Linked DNA regions of Anas platyrhynchos: region 2 is linked to region 1. The links are chromatin contacts, called in public Hi-C maps. All regions are on one chromosome and are shown on one strand. The core of a region is the stretch at or near the end of the contact, and the rest is flanking DNA. Distances in the headings are between cores, read along the strand shown. Region 1 holds the start of THOC1 (THO complex subunit 1). Region 2 holds the start of TYMS (thymidylate synthetase).

What was found. A called contact is a pair of places that touch in the nucleus more often than the background predicts.
Region 2: a contact with region 1 is called in a Hi-C map of liver, with 4 times the contacts expected there. The contact joins the promoter of TYMS here to the promoter of THOC1 in region 1. A contact is called at or near these places in 4 of 8 Hi-C or Micro-C datasets (F5 follicle, liver, skeletal muscle and 1 more).

The regions. Positions count from the first base shown.
Region 1 is chr2:54,087,316-54,092,359 of IASCAAS_PekinDuck_T2T, reverse strand. THOC1 (THO complex subunit 1) reads right to left here and starts at 2,353. Exons shown (of 22, transcript XM_027451976.3): 1 at 2,214-2,353; 2 at 1,569-1,642; 3 at 1,405-1,465; 4 at 795-861. The coding sequence starts at 2,261.
Region 2 is chr2:53,913,921-53,918,964 of IASCAAS_PekinDuck_T2T, reverse strand. TYMS (thymidylate synthetase) reads left to right here and starts at 2,987. Exons shown (of 7, transcript XM_027451979.3): 1 at 2,987-3,312; 2 at 3,993-4,066. The coding sequence starts at 3,135. It overlaps CLUL1 (clusterin like 1), which reads left to right. Exons shown (of 9, transcript XM_072034772.1): 9 at 1,277-2,371.

The DNA of each region.
Region 1 (5,044 bases), core at 1,104-3,603:
ACATGTTCCCAAAGAAGCAAAAAAGTTCTCCTGGGTTTCTACATAGCCTAACAAAAAGCTTTGGCTGAAGTATGAACTCCCACTGAAGATATTTTTGTATGCATGTACACATGCAGATGAGAGCTTTGTATTAATGTGCAGAAAACACTAAACAAGAACTGTTTTAAAAATCTCAGAAGACTCAAACAGCTAGCCTTGCATCTCACAATTAAACTCCTTCAGACTTCTAAATCCATAGTTCTACTGCATACACATAAGAAGTCTGAGAGTCTTTTCCTCAAGCATGTATATCCACACTCTGCTCTGTACCTTGCTAATGTCTACATTCATTGTAATCATAGATCATGTTATTCTACAGTTGTTAAGACACATACGTAATTGAGCTATACTTAATAAAACAAGTATTTGATAGGTAACGTGAACAAGTAAATAAATGGAAGTATGTGAAAGACTCTTCAAAAGAGATTAGCACAATGATTTCTGACACAGAAGATGAAAGTTATCAAAACAGATTCAAGTATCTAAAAAACACCTGTGTCCTGACAGGTCAGTATGTGGGAGATGAGCAGAGACATTCAGTAGAACTCAAAAAAAGATTCCAACACAAAGGTCACACAGGTAACTGAGTTTAATTCTATTTCACTCCTCTCATGAAACAGAGTTAATCACTACCCTAAAAACCGCATATTATCAAAGCCAACTGCTGAATACAACTTACAAAAATCAAGGTATTAAAATCTGAAACAACCCTAAAGCCCCCCAAACTGCCAATAGATTTGAAAAAAGATGCTCACCTTCTGTGACTCCATTAATAGCAAGAGAAATAATTGCCAGGAGATTTTCACATGGAGCTTTATTTATCTAAGCAAAAAGAACAGTTTTAAACTTCTTTATTCTGACTTTAATATATTTAATGAAACCAAAATTCTTGTTTCCAAGCAGGGGTATTTATAACAGATATTGACATTGAAATTTCAACCTGTTACATCAGACCCATCAGTTAACTGTATACAGATTTAATGAATGAACAACACTTCTTGACCAGTTACAGCTTTTGAAGACCCTACAATATTTACTCTGCAGACTGTGTCATTCACCTCTGAATATAACTACCCTCCATTCCACCTACACTCAAGTAATACTAACAAAAACATCCTCTGTTTCCTTTTGTTTACCGTCAGGCAACTTTGTTACATGCTAGTAACAGATGACCCACTCCACCCTACTCTTGAAGTATAATGCAGAATAATCTGTATTTATGAACTCAAATTTTCAGACTGTTTTTTTTTAAATAACCAGTATTTCCCAATACTGCAATAAGCTGCTGTTAAACTAATATCCTAACTAGTGGATTAAAGTTGGATTTATACTAAAAAACATGCCTTAGCAGTTTGAAGTACTTACTATTTCTTCTTCTACAATAACTCTAAAAGCTTGATCCAAGGTACACTTCTTTTCATTTTCACTGCAAACGCAAACACCCCACATCAGTTAATAACGTTATTATTAGGAACACACAAAAAAGATCTGGAAACGGGCACCTTTTAAAGCCAGTGGCAGCCACTTACCTCCCAGGAATCTGGTTAAATGCGTTCAGCAGCGGTTTGATAGTTTTGTTATGCAGGGCCTCTCTGGTAGAAGACTATCAAAGTGTGAACAGACAAAAGTTACAAGGGCAGTATGAAGCTGGAATGGTACCAAGGTTGTTTCTGCCAGATCACTTTTGTTTTCTGCCACCTGATGGTCAGAAATGCGAGGGAACCGCGTGTACTGCACCCCGCGTACTGATTTACATGTAAACACACACCACGTAGCGACTTACCAAGGAGTCTTTGGAAACAAATCGGGTAAATAACACGAAATATGTAGCAAATTAGGCATGTGAGGTAGCAGATCACGCCTCACACCCGAGGGCTGCATGGTGGAAGCGAAGCACAAAGGGGCGCGCTGCGCTGTGCCCGCTGCTGCGCCTACCACACTCCCAAGCCCCCCACAGCCTCCCCCTCTCAGCAGGGGGATTTGGGGCGGTTTGGGATGGGGGTGCGAGCCCCACTCCCCGCTTTTCGCGGCGCCTTACGGGCACCTCAGCACCCAGCCGGGCCCTCCCCGCAGCCAGGCGCGGCCCCCCTCAGCACGGCCCAGCGCGAGATGGCGGCAGCCGCGCGTCCCCCCGGCCCCGTCCCCGTCTCCCCGGTGCCCCCCGGGCTGCTCACGGTGAAGCGGAGCCGCGCCTCGGGCAGGCTGAAGAGCGGCGGCGACATGGTTGGGCTCCGGCCCGCGGCGCTCCGCGATGACGCGATGGCGGCCGGGCGGCCGTTGGCGCTGAGGGCGGGCCGTTAGTGAGGCGCTGCTCCCCCCCCCCCCCAACGCCCTCATTGTGGAAAAAAAAAAAAAGCTGCTTTTTACCTACCCCGTGTTTTAATTTCTGTTTCTTTGGGTTGTGCAGGTGGAAGGGAAAGACCTGCGTCTAGCAGCTCCGAAGACCTTCGCCTCTTCTGCCTGCCAGTGTCAAATACAGCTCCCTATTTTAAAAATTTGTCCATCATTATTTCAGCAACAACACAACATTTATTTATTTATTTATTTTTATGCCCAGAAAATCAATATACTGTTCATACAGCGTATACAGCAATGTACTGTTCATACAGCATATAGCTCAGGAGGTCTTGACCTGGACGTGGAATTTAAGCGCTATTCCTGATGTAGCACATTACTGAAGTAACATGTTAGAACACACTGGCTTACACATCTTCTAAATGTCTCTCAGAAAATGTGAGTGTCTGGGAACGAAAGTGTCGCAGTTACTGAACTTTGATATTGTTTTGAACTTCGAGGGTGGTGAGGCGCTGGCACAGGCTGCCCAGAGAAGCTGTGGGTGCCCCATCCCTGGAGGTGTCCAAGGCCAGGCTGGATGGGGACCAGAGCAACCTGATTTAGTGGTTGGCGCCCCTGCCCATGGCAGGGAGCTGGCACTGGGTGATCTTTGAGGTCCCTTCCACCCCAAGCCATTCTCTAGATCTATAATTATAATAATTCAGACACCTCAAAGAAAGCAGAGCCCCAGGGCACTTTCCCAGGTCTCCCAGGCACACAGTTCAGTACCTGGTTGAAAAGTACAGGTGCTGCCCGATTCCTTTTATGTAGGCAGGAAAAACTAGGATACCTTTTTTTTTTTTTTTTTTTTTTTTTTTTCCTGCTTCTGGAAAATGCAAGTAATTATTTGCATTTTATTAATTGCATTCACTATTCTAAAAGCAAATATTAAAAACCTCAGAGATCATCTAGAAGCCTGTTTTATTGTGTGGCTCGTTCGCTTTTCTGCCGGCAGAGGGAAGCGTTTACCCAGAAAACAGAGGTGCGGATGGACGCCTGGTTCTGGTGGCAGTGCCAGCTGTAGGTTTGGCCCTTCGTCTATAAATGAAATCAATGTGTGACACTTCCTTAAAAAAAAAAATTCAGGGTCGTTTCAATTCATTTCAAAACCGTGGGGGGAAAGGGCTTCATAACATTGAATATAGGCATGATTAATCATTTGGAATGCGTCACCTGCATACGCTGTGAGACATACTGAATATTACCCATTCAGGCTTGCAAGAAAGTTTGCTTGGCTTTCTGCAACGTCTTTCTGATATTTCTCATCTCTTATTTTGATAAATTAAAACACATTTTCAGATGAATAAGGCACTGTATTATGTTGAGATTATTCTGATGTTGTCCCCCACCTCCAGAGCTGTATGAAAGAGAAACAAAGAGCTCTCTGAATAGGGTAAAAAAAAGCATTTATACTTTTACAAGAACAGTAGAAAGCCATTTGCAAGTGTCCTAAGGAGATACTGACAAAGTAAATGGTGTCTTTGTAGAATATAAATATTCCTTCAGCCAAGGCTGATGTTATAGAGGGCTGCCAGCCTGAAGTACAATGTAACTTGGTAGTGAGTACAGCATAGATTTTTTTTTTTCTTGGTGTAGGAACAGATAAAGAAGAAGAAAAATATTACTATTTTGACTTAATAGCCATTTTTTGCTTGATACAGGCCATGATTTTTTCCTCTGTTTAGGATGCTATTTGTCACTTTCCTATAGATCTTGTGCAGAGCAGGCACTGACCCTGAGCTGTTAGTACTCGTATTGGGCTATTGACAAGAGTCCAGCAAGCTGGCTGCTGTGATTGAAGATGTTTGTGCTCCAGCAGTTATGAGAGACTACTCTTCCCACAGCAAAGTCAGCAGCATGACATTTCTGCTTGCCACTTGGCTTTGCCATAGCACAGACACTGACAACTGATGGTTTAAAGGCATCTTCCACCATTCCAGCACAGATGCCAAACAATGCCCTGGGCTGGCAGATAAAATTGCTCTGCTTTGGGGATCAGAAACTCAGTGGAGCAGTAAAGGCAGTAACAAATTAAAACATGAAGAGGAGTCAACGTCCTAAATTGACTAGCAATATGTTAGAAATGTACACCATCATGTAGGCTGTCTTCTGGTATGTACTAGGTAGAAAGCTAAGGGGGGAAGAAAAGAGTTAACACTACTTTCTTTAAAACTAGTACAAGCCAAATCAGTTTTCAGCCCAGAATTAAAACCTATTTCCAGCTGAAAGTCCAGTTGGAAGAAAGCCATTAACAAAACCAGTATCTCAGAACATCTCTCTGCTCAGAGGGCAATTGATAGAACAGAGATCGCATTACCTTATGTCAATAGGTTGTGTAGTTGAAATTACAAAAAGCTTCACCTAAACCAGACACTATTTTTCTGGATACAATCCTTTTCCAAGACCAAACTGGGTTTCTATTTTAACTTCTGCTAACATTCCTGCAGAACAACATAGTCAGAAGCCTCTGAAGCCTCTGTCTCTGGTGGCAGTAGTGCTCGGTGTTTAGTTCTCCCTCCTTGGTTGCCCTTCCTTGTGCTCAAGGAGCTCTTCTTTTCAACACTTTTATTCCCTGGACAAGAACACCCAACATTCAGTGCGCAAGGATCAGCACGAAAAATGGATACATTCCCTTATTAGCCTGGTTTAAGTAGCTTACCTGGTATTCCTG
Region 2 (5,044 bases), core at 1,738-4,237, 170 kb after region 1:
TTGCCATAAAATTTGCACGTTAGCAGTGCTCTGCTCAGAGTAGCAGTTAACCAAGTCTGCAATTTGACTTGTAGGAGTGTGCAGAGGAAAATCCTCCCCACAGCCTTCTAACCATTTCTGGAGGAATTGCTCATGGAGGCCTCGCTCTGTGTTTATGAGATTTCCAGATGGGGAGGGAGGAACGAGGCCAGAGAGGCAGGGGCAAACATTGCTTCACATTATCTCACCCCATCGGGAAACTCTAGGAAAGATAGCGCGTTTTTTAGGTGGCTAAAACAGGATAGCTGCCATGGGGCTAGCCACAAAACCTGGAGGAACTGTGAGGAGCTCTGTCATGCACAGTTCTAGCAGCCACCAATGCTCACAAATGGCAATCCTAGAGGCCGGAGTCACAAGAGGTGCAGACCTACAAGTACTGCAGTGTCCCACCGATGTGCTGAGGAGGCACTAGACTCAGAGATGGCTCCTCTTCAGGTCACTGAGCGTCTGGCAGCCTCATCTCAGCAAATAAAGCTGGGAAGCATAACCTGAAAGCGTGTAGAAGTCTCTGAAGGAACATAAAAAGGAAGAAAAGAAAATGTCAGTGTTTTTTTTTTTTACTGACTGTCATTACTTGAGGTCAGACTCACAATTTTTAAACAGATGAGAGGTCCTCCATCAGAGAGGCTGAGGTGGCCTGGCCTGCAGAATTTAGACAGAATACAATAAGCCTCACCACGAATTTTGATTAGGTCTATGTTGGTGAAATTATATTATATTTAAAATACATAGTTTTTATTATTTGTAAGCATACAAAATAAAATTCTCCCACAGTTGATATACAGTTTGCCTTCAAAATTCTCTGTAATTTCTATGGTTATTGATAATATATATTCTTTCAGATCATATAAGACTAATCTTCATGCCCTTATGATGACAAAATTAATTTCTTTAGTCTGAATATAATTTTTAGCCTGAATTGCCTGTGCAACTCATCTTTCATATGCATTTCATACCCAAGAAAAGTAAGTGGTGTTAGTTTCCAAACTGCAATACCATTTTATGTTCCGTTTGCACAACAAATTCAGGGTACATGAAAGTACAATGAAAGAAAAAACAAAAGCTCCACAAGGAAATGGGATGCTCCACAAGAAGTGAAAAAGAGAAAAAAATCCGCTTCGGCCTGTTTTTCATGTTGTATAAGTTTTTACAGCAGGACACTGATACATTCCCCATACATTTAGTTGTCAAACATCTTTCAGATTTAAAATAATTTATTTATTTATTTTTCTCCTAGGAAAGAAGACGTGTGAAATCTTACGTCCTGAAATCCAGTATACTCTCCTTAGGTGAAATACTCCTTAGCTCGATGTACAGATAATTGTTGAATGCCTATGGTTAAAGTAGCTGCGTATAAATACAATTTTGCTTAATAAATACTATGATGTATCAGCTAGCAACTGATGACTGTAGCAATCTTTTAATTGGAAAACAAATTCAATCCCATTTTAAGTGTCATTTGTTTAAATAAAATATTATTTATGTTGTAAATTAGGTAATCTTTGATAACCAGCTATGGTCCTGTTTATGCAAAGATTTAAGGAAATAATCAGCTCTAAGCATGCAAATAATTCCTATTTGCATACTTAAATTCAGGCACATTTTTAAGCCTTTTCCAGATTGGTCCCTACAGATGTTGCACATTCAGCTAAGTCTGAATCAACCAGATTTCCATATGCATATAGCATATTATTTTCCAATGAAAACTTTCCATCTCTTCTTCCAGTTCCTTTTGATGTTTATAATGCACATTAATTGACTTTTCTGAATATGCAGTAATGAGTAAGTCTTCTGCCTTTGGCACTTTTTTATTTGTAGTTTGCCTCTGGAGCCATAATTAACAGGGAACCCTTTATCAGAAAAGATGTTTGTCTTTTCCTACATTATACACTTTAGCTTGCACGGTATTTGCAAATTATAATAAAGGTTAAGTACTGATACATCTCTTAGAAGCAGAGTTCTGGGTAATTTGGTTTCATTTACTGTGCCTGATATTTCTTAGAATTTTTGGCACATGATGATATTCACCATTTTCAACTGTCTTTGCTAACGAAGTTGTATTCATTTCAAAATGTACAAAACGATACAAGAGACACGAGAAAAATAGTAATTTTATTGTCTAAATAGTAGGAAAGATACAGTTTGCTGCCTGCAGTAAGGAGAAGGAATGCTTTCTAGCAAACAGTCCTCTGTTCCATTCATCCATTTATCCATCTCCATTCATCCTTCATTATATATGCCTGTATTGCAGGATCCTGATCTTTAGAGATTAGTAGTCATAACTCCTGCAATCACACTAGTAGTTAGAAAGTTGGGTTTTGTCTGAGAGATAAGTGACTCTAAGACATACTAGTGAAGAAATATTCAGGGAAGAGCTTGATGAACAGAATCTATCTAGAAAAATTTCAGATGATGCTGCATCAGGACTAATTTCCATCAGTTCAGAAGGCACAAGTCAGAATGCAAAACGATGCTGAAAAACGGGGGAGAGAAGCGGAGATCGACAGGATGAAACTCAGTAAGAGCCAGCACCGAGTGCTACCCGTGGTGAGAAGGTATGGCAGAGAAGGAGCCCAGCTGTAAAAGCACGGGTGGGTGTAACACGGGAGGTGAGCCTGTGCATGGGGCATGGTGCTGCAGGAGCATCTCACAGAAGATGAGGGAGGCAGGTGCCGGGCTGCACTCGGGGCTTTGGGTATTGAGGTCGAAGCAATCCCTCCTGAGGTGTTGCAGCCTGCCAGCACAGGCCGAAACCTTCTGTCCTGCTACCAAAGAGACCAGAGATGGATTAATTTGCCCGTGGGGTGGAACAAGTGAGAAGTCAGGGCAGTTTGGTGCCCAGGCTCCGTTAGGTTTTCGGGAGAGGCCTGCCAGGCTACGTGCAATGGGGCCCCGGCCAGAGCCGTGGGGAAAGCCACTGCGGGAGGGGGGGGAGAGGAAGGGGAAGCGCTGCTACGCCTGCTCCTCCCAGCGCTGGGCGGGAAAGCAAAACTTCTGCCGGGCTCGGACGAGAGGCCGAGGGCTTGGGGACAGCCCAAGCCGGGGCCGGAGCCCCCCCAGGCCGGCGGGGACAGCCCGGGCTGCCCACTGCCGCCATGCCTGTGGCGGGGGAGCCGCCGAGCGCGGCTGCTAATGGGCTGGAGCCGATGGCCGGCGAGCTGCAGTACCTGCAGCAGGTCCGGCACATCCTGCAGCACGGGCACCGCAAGGACGATCGCACCGGCACCGGCACCATCTCCGTCTTCGGCATGCAGGCTCGCTACAGCCTCAGAGGTCGGCACCGAGGCGGGACCCGCGGCCCCAGAGCCGCCCCGCAGCGGTGGGGGTCGGGCGCCATCTTCTCTGCCCGGGGGGCTGCGGAGGTGTTTGGGGGCAACCCTGCAGACCCCTCGCCCTACTCCAGGCTGCCACGACTCAGGGACACCCCCGGCAATGCTTTTTGTATTTTAGGGAGGAGTGGCAGTGCCCCCGGGTGCGGTGGTGAAAGGGGGAGGATGGGGAGGGAACCTTCCTGCTGTGCGGGCAGAGGAGGGAGAACTGGTGAAATAGGATTGTGTATGCTCGAAAAGTTTCCCCTCAGCCTCCTCTGAGGTAGGATTGTTTATCCTATAAAAGTTTATCCAAATCCTCCTCTTTCTGCTTTCTACATGCCAGGCCTACGTGGCCCCGCATGCTGCCCCATGGTGTCCCTGGCGGCGCTCTGCAAAATCCCCCTCTGCAAACCATCGACCTCCATCTGCCGCCGCACTTTGCTCCAGGAAAAGAAAAGGCAGGCTCTTATCTTCCTCGGTCCCAATAACAGCATTGCACATCCTTTCCCAGCGTCTAACCTCATCTCCAAACTCCTGAGCATCAGATGAGGACGCTGTCCTCTGGAGAAAACACTAGGTCAGCTCGCCCTAACAAATTGGTGGTCATCTCTGACAGCTTGTATCTGTTTATTATATTTTCAGATCAGTTTCCACTGCTAACAACCAAGAGAGTGTTCTGGAAAGGCGTGCTGGAGGAGCTGCTGTGGTTTATCAAGGTTCAGTATTTGGATGTCTCTATCAGTAGCAGGCCTGCAAATAATGTCAAAACAACTTTCTGGTATGGAATAGGTTAAGGAATTTGGGATGGCTGCGGGTACTTCTGTTCATGCAGCAGAACGCACTGCATGCTCAAGACCATTATCTTCGAGACACTGTGTATTTTCGTGAAGACTATTGCATTGTTGCAAATCATTTTTTTCCTCTGTTTCAAGGGAAATGGCCTCATACAGTGAGTGCTTGTGCTATTTTAGCAATGCACTGCAGTTGCAAAGCCTAATACAGTCTTATTAGTGTTTGTGTAAGAAATAGTAATATGAAGTAGCTTGTAAACAATTTAATGATCCACTTTTTAATATTGAGGTAGATTGTATTGATTTGAATAGAAGCAAGCAGTGAGGAACCACAGATGCGGTAAGACTGATGTAAACATTAGGCTTTTTAGCAGCAAAAAATGAGACCTAATAGAGCTAATAGCTGTAGGTAGAGTACTAAAATTCTGTAGATAATATGTTGCTGTACAAGGGTTCTTGATATGTTGTGACAATGTACTGGTGTGTGAAAATCTACCTAATCATTTCCTAAATAGCAGGACTCAAATACATACATATTTTTTTTAAGTATCATTTTTCCAGAGATAAAAGGCTAGATACTCCCCAAAACAGAACACTTGTTATGTTGGATTTGTGAGTTTGCTGATTTGGAGTTGTTGAGGAGCTCATTGTTCTACAACTCTTGTTGCATGACTCTAGGTCATTTTGTAACATTTTAAATTTTTGTCACGCTAACAAGAGGGATTTTAAGACCTTAAGCTCATTATAGGTGGCTTGGGAAAGACAATGTCTAGGCCATCCATTTTTTGTTTACTTTTATCCATCTGAAAGCAAAATGTTTTTCTCTGTAGATGTGCATGTGAAATGATATACATGTACTGTGGGTGACCTTGAGACTGTACTGTTTGTGTCTTCACAGTTAGA